Linked DNA regions of Mus musculus: regions 1 and 3 are each linked to region 2. Evidence: chromatin contacts called from public HiChIP or PLAC-seq data. All regions are on one chromosome and are shown on one strand. The core of a region is the stretch at or near the end of the contact, and the rest is flanking DNA. Distances in the headings are between cores, read along the strand shown. Region 1 holds the start of 4930522L14Rik (zinc finger protein 431-like). Region 2 overlaps Gm35315 (zinc finger protein 431-like). Region 3 holds the start of 5430403G16Rik (RIKEN cDNA 5430403G16 gene).

Region 1 (3,637 bases), core at 329-2,828, 290 kb before region 2:
CCAGGAGCTGTTTCTATGAGAAAATCAACGAGATAAACCAGACTAACCAGAGGGCACACAGACAGTATCCTAATTAATAAAATCAGAAATGAAAAGGAAGATATAACAGTGAAATATATCTTAAAATAATTATTCTCTTTAAAAAATATTAACAATTGAAAATATTAAAATCATGTTCTACAAAACAAAAACAAAAAACGAAGTAAAGGAGCCCTGTTTTCTCTCTATACCCAGGGCCTCAGGGAAAGCTCCCAAGGACTAGGCCCAGACTGTGACTGGCTCTGACAACCATTTTCCTGAGTTTCAATAGGAGCTGTGTCCTGCTCCAGACATGGGGACCTCAGGGAAAGCATTGCTGGATCAGGCCTACACTCAATGCAATGGTTGTGGGTTTTTCTGTTTTGTTTTGTTTTGTTTTGTTTTTTTAAGTTTTCAAATGGTTGTCACTAGATGTCATCTAGCCAGTGTGGCAGAACTATGCTTTTCTCAAGAAGAAAACTGAACCTTATGGCACAAGAGGCCTTGCTGTTGGTTATGATCCTGTAATACCCCACTGAGCAGCTGGTTAGAGGCCTGCTCTTTGATAAGGAGATGGGCCTAGTGTCAGATTATGAATCGTTTGTTTCCTTTGTTATGAATTCTAGACAATGCTGGTGAACAAGCATGTGTACCCTAGCATCCTAACCTCTAACTGCCCTGGCTGGCATAGTACTTATCTGTGAGGTGTGAGGCAGTCCTCCCTCAGCTAAATTCTACTTGGTGTGCCTTACTATTTCCTAAGCTTTACTAAATCCTTTACATCATCAATTCTACTCTTTAACATCACAGCTTGACATTGAATTGCTACCCAGCACAAGAGATGCCTTTTACAACCTCCACAAAATGAACTCCAAATGGATTGTCCACCTTAATCTCAAGTGCTAAGAACAGAACTTGTAGAAAGTCCTGGACTCTCTGAGTTTGGGATCACGCCAAAGATCTCTCTACACACAGGCCAAATGATCTGCACACGTGCAGCCCCCACAGCGAAGTTATTCAGACGCTACAGCTGGGTCACGCGAATGGCTAGGACCACAGGGGACCTCACAGGTGGCCGCGGAATCCCACGCAGTCCCAGGAAAGACCCACCGCAGCAGCTCGCGCTGCTCAGACCCCGGTTTCTCCCCATTGTTTTCAGTGACCCTGTACTCACCATGTCGCAACTTCGGAGCTTGCCTGAACACCCTAAACAGCATCCAGCGGCAGGACAGAGCACAGAACAGGGGACAAATCAAGTCAGCTCAGCAACTAAGCAAAACAGGCGCCACTGCACCCGGAAAAACCCGCCTTCCTTTTGATTTGCAGTTCCGCCGAGAGACTCTGATTGGCCAACAAGTCTTGAGTGACTGGAGCACCTCCCTTAGGGTTAGAGTGTGCTGAAGATACAACGTGTAGAGGTTCTCAGCCCAACAAGCTGCAAGTCCAGACCTGCAGCATTTTCCAATTCTGTAGTATTTGTGTCGATCCTCCAATAGGCAACCCATGTGTCTCCCCGCGCAGCCCCAGGGAAGCCCAACCACTTCCCTGTCATTGTTCCACTGCTTGCTCCTCCCCTAGGTAGGCAGTGACCCTATGATCGCCAGGGCCTGATGTCAGCCAGAGCTTCAATCACTCACTAGGTTGTTTGCCTTCTTCCTCCTTGAATCAAGGTAGGGAGCTTACATAGCCCATTACTCAACTTGCAGGGGATTTATCAATCTGTCCCACAAGCGAAAAGGTGCCCAGAATATTAACAATTAAATTGTGTCATGGGCAAACAATAGTTCTGTTTTCTTGCTGTTGGGATTGAGACCCAGGAACAGAGGCTGATCTGCATATTATTAACAAACCAAAGGAGCCATCCACCTGCCATGGGCAAACTGGGTTTACCTGAAACCTGAACTGGAAATGAATAGGTATTGGGGTGAGAGAAGAATGAAGCCAAGCAAAGGTTCTGATCAAGGCTCAAAGTTTAATAATAAGGTTTGCGTTTATAAAGGGAAAACCTACAAAACCCATCCCCCTCTTCAGCTGCAGTATGTTGTAGAGCAATGTCAGTGCAGGCAGCCAAAACAGCTAAGTTCCCATGAGAACCTGCAACTGCAACAAAGACAGATGTCTCTGTCCTGGGTTGTCATGGCGAATGTTCAAGGTCTGCTCAAGGCTGGGAAGGTTAGAGCTGGGCCTCCAGGTTCTCCCAGCAGTCCTCAGTCTCCACCTGTTACAGGGCAAGGTTGGCAGACCCCACCTTGTACCTTGAACTCCCAGCCCAGCGGCCAGGCTTTCCCTTCCTAGAAGCCCTTTCTACATAATCCAGACATTTTGTACTCTTTGTGTCTCTGTTTCTGTCTCGATCTCTCTCCCCTTTCTTCCCTCTCCAGTCTTTCTCCCTCCTTCTCCCTCCACTTCCCCTCCCAATCCCTACTCCCCTGCATTTTTCTCTCCCAGCTTGTCTTGCTGGCTTTTTCTCGCCACCTCTGCTCCTTATTCTCCCATCCCATAACTTCTCTGACCTCCTTGGGACTAGTGAACTCTCTACTTCCTTGGGATCAGTGAATCCTCTAGAGAGCTACCCCTAATAAACCGGAAAATACTCTAATTTCACTTGGGTTGAGTCCTTCACGCTGGGCTTAGGTAAAGTGCAGCTAGTTTTCAGCTGGTAGGTATGTGAACCCTGGGAGACAAACAGGAACCAGATGACAAACCCTGTGGAGCACTGCTGTTAGCCAGCACACCTTCCTCCGTGGGAAGGTGAACACACATTCGCACATAGAACTGTATTAGTGAAGGTTCTCTAGATGAACAGACCTGATAGGAGGAATCTAGGTATGTACAAAGTGGATTTATTGGAATATTTCACAGGCTGTGGTCCAACTAGTCCAACGATGGCTAACTTAGCACGTGTAGAAGTAGGAAACCTAGATGTGAACTTATCCAGACTCCCGCAGTAAAATCCCAGTGCTTCCTTTCTTGAAGGAAATCACTGCCTTGGAATTGACTCCTATTCTCACCTTGCTGGCCTCGGGGGTGGGGGTGAGGGTGGGGGTGGGGGGGACATTTTTCTCCACTCTTTCATCATGTCCTGCATTTAGGCTTTTCCTATAGTCAAACTGAATGTGGAATTAACTAAACCTGAAAGAGTTTGGGTCCTGGGGAGGTTTTTTTGGGGTTTTTGTTTGTTTGTTTGTTTGTTTTTTGTTTTTTTATACCTTTTGAACTGTGAAAACCCTTCTTTAATCTGGAATTTTTTTGAGGTGATAAAACCCCCCTTTACTCTAGGCCACTGCTTCTGGTGGAAACCTACAGAGAGAAAGGACACTGAAGATGGGAGCTGGTTCTCTTTGTCTACTTACCTTACATCTGGCTAACAACTTCTTTCCTTCCTTCCTTTCTTTATTCTTCTTTTTTGTTTGTTTGGGGGTTTTTTTGTCTTTGTTTTTGTTTTTGTTTTTGTTTTTGTTTTTGTTTTTGTTTTTGTTTTTCGAGACAGGGTTTCTCTGTGTAGCCTTGGCTGTCCTGGAACTCACTCTGTAGACCAGGCTGTCCTCGAACTCAGAAATCCACCTGCCTCTGCCTCTCAAGTGCTGGGATTAAAGGCATGTGCCACCACTGCCTGCTT
Region 2 (3,169 bases), core at 145-2,644:
AAAGTGAGTTCCAGGACAGCCAGGGCTATACAGAGAAACCCTGTCTCAAAAAAAAAAAAAAAAAAAAAAAAAAAAAAAAGGAAAATATTGGCAATGTAAACATTGATCCTAAATCAGCAATATATGGGAGAAGAGATGGCTCACCAGTGAAGAGCTCTTACTGGTCTTGCAAATAACTGAACTCAATTACCAGTACTTGTGTGCCAGGGCTTCACAACTATCCAAGTTCAGAAATTCTGAAGCCATTTTCTGACTATTATGGGGACCAGGTATACATAATGTGCATATTCATGCACACAGGCAAAATACTCATTCATTCAAAAAAATCAAAACAACCACAACAGGTAGGAAGAATGCTATGCACCTGCAATCCAATGACTCAGAAAGCTCAGGCAGTAAAGCTCAGGCAGTATCAATGTCATGAATACTCCCCATCCTGAGAAACAGAAAATTCTCTCTGCCAAATGTCAAAATTCACAACGTGCATGAAGATCAACACAACAGCACATGCTTGACATGTACCAAAATCTACATTGCAAGCCCATCAGTTAATGATATAAAAACAAACAAAGAAAGAAAAAGCCAGGCATGTTGGCCCACATTTAATCCCAGCACTTAGGAGCCAGAGTCAGGTGGACCTTTAAGTTTGAGCCTTGATTGTTCTACACATCTACTTTCAGGACAGCCAGGGCTACATAGAGAAACTTTGTCTTTAAAAACCAAAGCCAAAACAACAAAATTAAAAATATAAAAACACCAGGTTCACAAAATAGTTTAGCATTGAATAACAACTGCTTCAACTGCATCTCATGTAAATTTAGGGATAGAGTCTATAATGGTAAAAGCAAGACAACATGAGAATGAAGCTGACTGATCAGGTTCAACCACAACACAGTACGGACGCACATGCACGCGCATACACACACACACACACACCAGGAAATGGGTTGAAACTATAGACACTCAAATCTCATCCCCAATAAAGAATCTACAAAGGTCCCTCCTAGGAAAGCTTCTTTTTTTTTTTTTTTTTTTTTTTTTGGTTTCTCTGCGTACCTCTGGCTGTCCTGGAACTCACTTTGTAGACCAGGCTGGCCTCGAACTCAGAAATCCGCCTGCCTCTGCCTCCCAAGTGCTGGGATTAAAGGCGTGCGCCACCACACCTGGCTCCTAGGAAAGCTTCTAATGAAAAGACTGTATTGGCCAGAGCCAGGCTGACTCCATGACAGGCTGCAAACTGACAATTTGGGAGACTAGGCCTAAGTTTCTGCTTCCCAGAACTGGAAAAGTCCAAACAAGTCAATTCCAGGAAAACGACCCCTCCCCCAATCATGAGCAGCCAGGAGCTGCCCCTGCCATCAGGCATGAGCCAAGCCTGAGCCAAGAATAGTTAACGAGCAATGGTTCCAGAACATCCCCTAAATTCTCTAGAACCTTGACCAATCCCAAAGACACACACACCCCCTGGGGATTGAGTCAAACAATCGGGATAAAAGTCACCTACTCCTCCCTGGAATTCCCCTAATCGGGTTTAAATGGAGCTTGCAAAGCTCACAAGTCTGTCCCCATCCTGCATGATAGAATTCTGCAGAATAAAATGCTCTTTGCTTTTGCATACTATTTGAGTCTGGGGTCTTCCTTCAGTGATTCTTGGACCCTAACATTATAAGCTCCTCAAAGAAAGCCACAAAAAAAAGAGACAAGTGTTCATAGACAACATTATATCTGGGAGCTCTCTGACTCAATCAGCTACATTCTAACCCTGGTCACTATAGGCTCATGGCCATCCATGATGAAAATGTATTTCGTTTAACTTCAATGATCTTAAGAGTCTGCAGCAACCCATACACTGTTCAGATGTCCAAAGTCTCTTCTGACACTCTTGATTGCCACATCTTGTAAAAAATCAAAACGTAAGTTATATCTTCCCAACATACAAAGGCACAGAATGCCCCCTCCCATCCAATAGAGAGGAATGTGTACATAGTGTGGGAAGACTGGACCAAGGCAGAAAACCCAGCAGGACACACACCACATCCTGTAGCTCTGTCTCAGACACAAGGGGACTCAGTCTCAAAAGGCTTAGATGGCCCTATCCCTGAAACTTCTCATACATCTCTCAGTTTAGTTACTTGCACTCTCTCTATGCCGCTCTCCATGGCAGGTGTCTCCTAGCTTAGGTATCTCAATATGTCCTGGTGTCAGAATGCAACTCAGGCTTTATCCTCACAGATTCATACAACGCACTCTCACAGCATCCTCCCTCACTGGGACTTTGACTCTGCTAAACATAGATGGCTGAAACAGTGATGAACTGAAACCACAGGGGAAGAATCTAGGACCTTACATCTTGTTTCCAGAACTTGGGTGATCCTGCAAGGTTTGGGTTCTAAATTGGGATGGACCATGCCACCTTGGACTACAGTTGTAGCAGGTTTTATATGAATTTCCTTCCTGGATCTAGGAATCACTTTGCCTACTTCTTCCATTGGTTGAAGGCTTAGCAGGAGGGTGTGCTTCCCTTAGGACACCTTCTTAGGCTTTTTTTTTTCTCTGTATAGGCCTGGCTGTCCTGGAACTCACTTTGTAGACCAGGCTGGCCTTGAACTCAGAAATCCGCCTGCCTCTGCCTCCCAAGCGCTGGCTAAGTAAGATTCTTAAGAATACCATCTTGTACATGATTTACACGAGGGAAAAGGAAGATGAGGGCATCTATGAAGTCAGCCGAAAGATAAAGAAACTATTAAGTCAGCAGAAACATCATACAATGGGACACATTCAGAAGTCTAATCTAACAGTGGTGCACAAGGGAAAACTCAGTGTTTCTCAAAAACATTTCTGACCAAACTTCTAATGGCCTTACAACTGATAACCACAGCCCCATATGGTGGGAAGTTGTGCTCTCAGTATCTGATTCAACGCCTCCTTAAAGGCCCTGAGCCCCAGACCCCAAGCACATTCCAGGTTTTAGAGAAGGAGCTCTGCAAATGCACCCAAGAGGAGGAGATGTCAGGAAAGAGTCAGACTCGGGGCTGAAATCAAACAATAGAAACAAAAAGAACTCTATACAGAATCAACAAGACCAGGACCTGTTTCTTTGAGAAAATCAACTAGATAAAACTGTAGCCAGAGTAACCAGAGGGCACAGAGACAATATCAAAATTAATAA
Region 3 (3,398 bases), core at 432-2,931, 390 kb before region 2:
AGGGAAAAGGAAGGAGATGGGAGACACCTCTGAAGTCAGCAGAAAGATGAAGAAAGTATGAAGTCCACAGAAACATCAGACAATTGGACACACTCAGGAGAAAGCTAATCAAACACTGCTGCACAAGGGACAACTCAGTGTTTCTAAAAAACATTTCTGACCAAGCCTCTAGTGGCCTTGGAACTGATAACCACAGCCCCATATGGTGGGAAGTTGTGCTCTCAGAATCTGATTCAACCCCTCCCAAAGGCCCTGCCCCAGACCATTACCAGCTCCCAGGCACATTCCTGAATTTAGAGAAGGAGCTCTGCAAATGCACCCAAGAGGAGGAGATGTCAGGAAAGAATCAGACTCCGGGGTGAAATCAAGCAGTAGAAAGAAAAATAACTATATACAGAATCAACAAGACCAGGAGCTGTTTCTTTGAGAAAATCAACTAGATAAACCAGACTAACCAGAGGACACAGAGACAGTATCCTAATTAATAAAATCAGAAATGAAAAGGAGGATATAACAGTGAAGTATATCTTAAAATAATTATTCTCTTTTAAAAATATTAACAATTGAAAATATTGAAAATGTTCTACAAAACAAAAAAAAAAACAAAAAACAAAAAAAAAACGAAGTCAAGGAGCCCTGTTTTCTCTATACCCAGGGCCTCAGGGAAAGCTCCCAAGGACTAGGCCCAGGCTGTGAATGGCTCTGCCAAGCATGTTGTTGGGTTTCAGAAGGAGCTGTGGCCTGCTCCAGACATGGGGACCTCAGGGAAAGTGTAGCTGGATCAGGCCTGCACTCAATGCAATGGTTGTGGGCTTTTTGTTTTGTTCTTTTAAGTTTTCAAATGGTTGTCACTAGATGCCATCTAGCCAGTGTGGCAGAACTATGTTTTTCTCAAGAAGAAAACTGAACCTTATGGCACAAGAGGCCTTGCTGTTGGTTATGATCCTGTAATGCCCCATTGAGCTGCTAGTTAGAGGCCTGCTCTTTGATAAGGAGATGGGCCTAGTGGCAGATTATAAATCGTTTGTTTCCTTTGTTATGATTTCTGGACAATGCTGGTGAACAAGCATGTGTATCCTAGCATCCTAACCTCTAACTGCCCTGGTTGGCATAGTACTTATCTGTGAGGTGTGAGGCAGTCCTCCCTCAGCTAAATTCTACTTGGTGTGCCTTACTATTTCCTAAGCTTTACTAAATCCTTTACATCATCAATTCTACTCTTTAACATCACAGCTTGACATTGAATTGCTACCCAGCACAAGAGATGCCTTTTACAACCTCCACAAAATGAACTCCAAATGGATTGTCCACCTTAATCTCAAGTGCTAAGAACAGAACTTGTAGAAAGTTGGACTCTCTGAGTATGGGATCACGCCAAAGATCTCTCTACACACAAGCCAAATGCTCAGCACAGATGCAGCCCCCACGGGGAAGTTATTCAGACGCTACAGCTGGGACCCGCGAGTGGCTAGGACCACAGGGGACCTCACAGGTGGCCGCGGATTCCCACGCAGCGCAGGGAAAGACCCACACTAGCAGCTCGCGCTGCTTCTCCCCATTGTTTTCAGTGACCCTGTGCTCACCATGTCGCAACTTCGGAGCTTGCCTGAGCACCCTAAACAGCATTCAGCCTCAGGACGGAGAGCACAGAACAGGGGACCAATCAAGTAGGCTCAGCAACTAAGCGAAACAGGCTCCAATGCACCCGGAAAAACCCGCCTTCCTTTTGATTTGCAGGTCCGCCGAGAGACTCTGATTGGCCAACAAGTCTTGAGTGACTGGAGCACCTCCCTTAGGGTTAGAGTGTGCTGAAGGTACGCGGTGTAGAGGTTCTCAGCCCAACAAGCTGCAAGTCCAGACCTGCAGGGATTTCCAATTCTGTAGTATTTGTGTCGATCCTCCAATAGGCTACCGATCTGTCTCCCCGCGCAGCCCCATGGAGGAACCATCAGTCCCCTGCCACTACTCTGCCGCTGGCTCCTCCCCTAGGTAGGCAGTAACCCTGTGATCGCCAGGGCCTGATGTCAGCCAGAGCTTCCCTCACTCACTAGGTTGTTTGCCTTCTTCCTCCTTAAATCAAGGTAGGGAGCTTGCATAGCCCATTCATTACTCAACCTGCAGGGGATTTATCAATCTGTCCCACAAGCGAAAAGGTGCCCAGAATATTAACAATTAAATTGTGTCATGGGCAAAGAATAGTTCTGTATTCTTGCTGTTGGGATTGAGACCCAGGAACAGAGGCTGATCTGCATATTATTAACATACCAAAGGAGCCATCCACCTGCCATGGGCAAACTGGGTTTACCTGAAACCTGTGGAAATGAATAGGTATTGGGGTGAGAGAAGAATGAAGCCAAGCAAAGGTTCTGATCAAGGCTCAAAATTTAATAATAAGGTTTGCGTTTATAAAGGGAAAACCTACAAAATCCATCCCCCTCTTCAGCTGCAGTATGTTGTAGAGCAATGTCAGTGCAGGCAGCCAAAACAGCTAAGTTCCCATGAGAACCTGCACCTCAACAAAGACAGATGTCTCTGTCCTGGGTTGTCATGGCGAATGTTCAAGGTCTGCTTAGTCTGCGCAAGGCTGGGAAGGTTAGAGCTGGGCCTCCAGGTTCTCCCAGCACTCCTCAGTCTCCACCTGTTACAGGGCAAGGTTGACAGACCCCACCTTGTACCTTGAACTCCCAGCCCAGCGGCCAGGCTTTCCCTTCCTAGAAGCCCTTCCTATATAATCCAGACATTTTGTACTCTTTGTGTCTCTGTTTCTCTGTCTCCATCTCTCTCCCCTTTCTTCCCTCTCCAGTCTTTCTCCCTCCTTCTCCCTCCACTTCCCCTCCCAATCCCTACTCCCCTGCATTTTTCTCTCCCAGCTTGCCTTGCTGGCTTTTTCTCCCCACCTCTGCTCCTTATTCTCCCATCCCATAACTTCTCTGACCTCCTTGGGACCAGTGAACTCTCTGCTGCCTTGGGATCAGTGAATCCTCTAGAGAGCTACCCCTAATAACCGGAAAATACTCTAATTTCACTTCAGTTGAGTCCTTCACGCTGGGCTTAGGTAAAGTGCAGCTAGTTTTCAGCTGGTAGGTATGTGAACCCTGGGAGACAAACAGGAACCAGATGACAAACCCTGTGGAGCACTGCTGTTAGCCAGCACACCTTCCTCCGTGGGAAGCTGAACACACATTCGCACATAGAACTGTATTAGTGAAGGTTCTCTAGATGAACAGACCTGATAGGAGGAATCTAGGTATGTACAAAGTGGATTTATTGGAATATTTCACAGGCTGTAGTCCAACTAGTCCAACGATGGCTAACTTAGCACGTGTAGGAGTAGGAAACCTAGATGTGAACGTATCCAGACTCCCTCAATAAAATCCCAGTGCTTCCTTTCTTGAAGG

What was found. HiChIP or PLAC-seq counts read pairs in DNA pulled down with a chosen protein or histone mark.
Region 1: a contact with region 2 is called in an H3K27ac HiChIP or PLAC-seq map of embryonic stem cells, with 2.5 times the contacts expected there. The contact joins the promoter of 4930522L14Rik here to the enhancer-like site in region 2. A contact is called at or near these places in 5 of 115 datasets of contacts at active chromatin or transcription factors (bone marrow-derived macrophages, embryonic stem cells, neural progenitor cells and 1 more) and 3 of 9 other capture datasets (adipose tissue, liver and macrophages).
Region 3: an H3K4me3 HiChIP or PLAC-seq map of embryonic stem cells shows a contact between it and region 2, with 3 times the contacts expected there. The contact joins the promoter of 5430403G16Rik here to the enhancer-like site in region 2. A contact is called at or near these places in 1 of 39 promoter capture datasets (embryonic stem cells), 9 of 115 datasets of contacts at active chromatin or transcription factors (astrocytes, bone marrow-derived macrophages, embryonic limb bud and 5 more) and 1 of 9 other capture datasets (adipose tissue).

Annotation. Positions count from the first base shown.
Region 1 is chr5:109,794,991-109,798,627 of GRCm38.p6, forward strand. It overlaps 4930522L14Rik (zinc finger protein 431-like), which reads right to left and starts at 1,579. Exons shown (of 3, transcript XM_011249625.2): 1 at 1,193-1,579.
Region 2 is chr5:110,081,792-110,084,960 of GRCm38.p6, forward strand. The region is part of intron 2 of Gm35315 (zinc finger protein 431-like); the gene reads right to left. Among named protein-coding and RNA genes, the nearest start is that of Gm35315, 11 kb to the right of the region's middle. Within about 2 kb of position 1,395, at least 4 of the 459 cell types and tissues checked have an H3K27ac peak or open chromatin away from gene starts, as enhancers often do. A contact at or near this core is called in embryonic stem cells, where this site is marked.
Region 3 is chr5:109,689,153-109,692,550 of GRCm38.p6, forward strand. It overlaps 5430403G16Rik (RIKEN cDNA 5430403G16 gene), which reads right to left and starts at 1,682. Exons shown (of 4, transcript NM_001378588.1): 1 at 1,584-1,682. The coding sequence starts at 1,586. It also overlaps the pseudogene Vmn2r-ps23.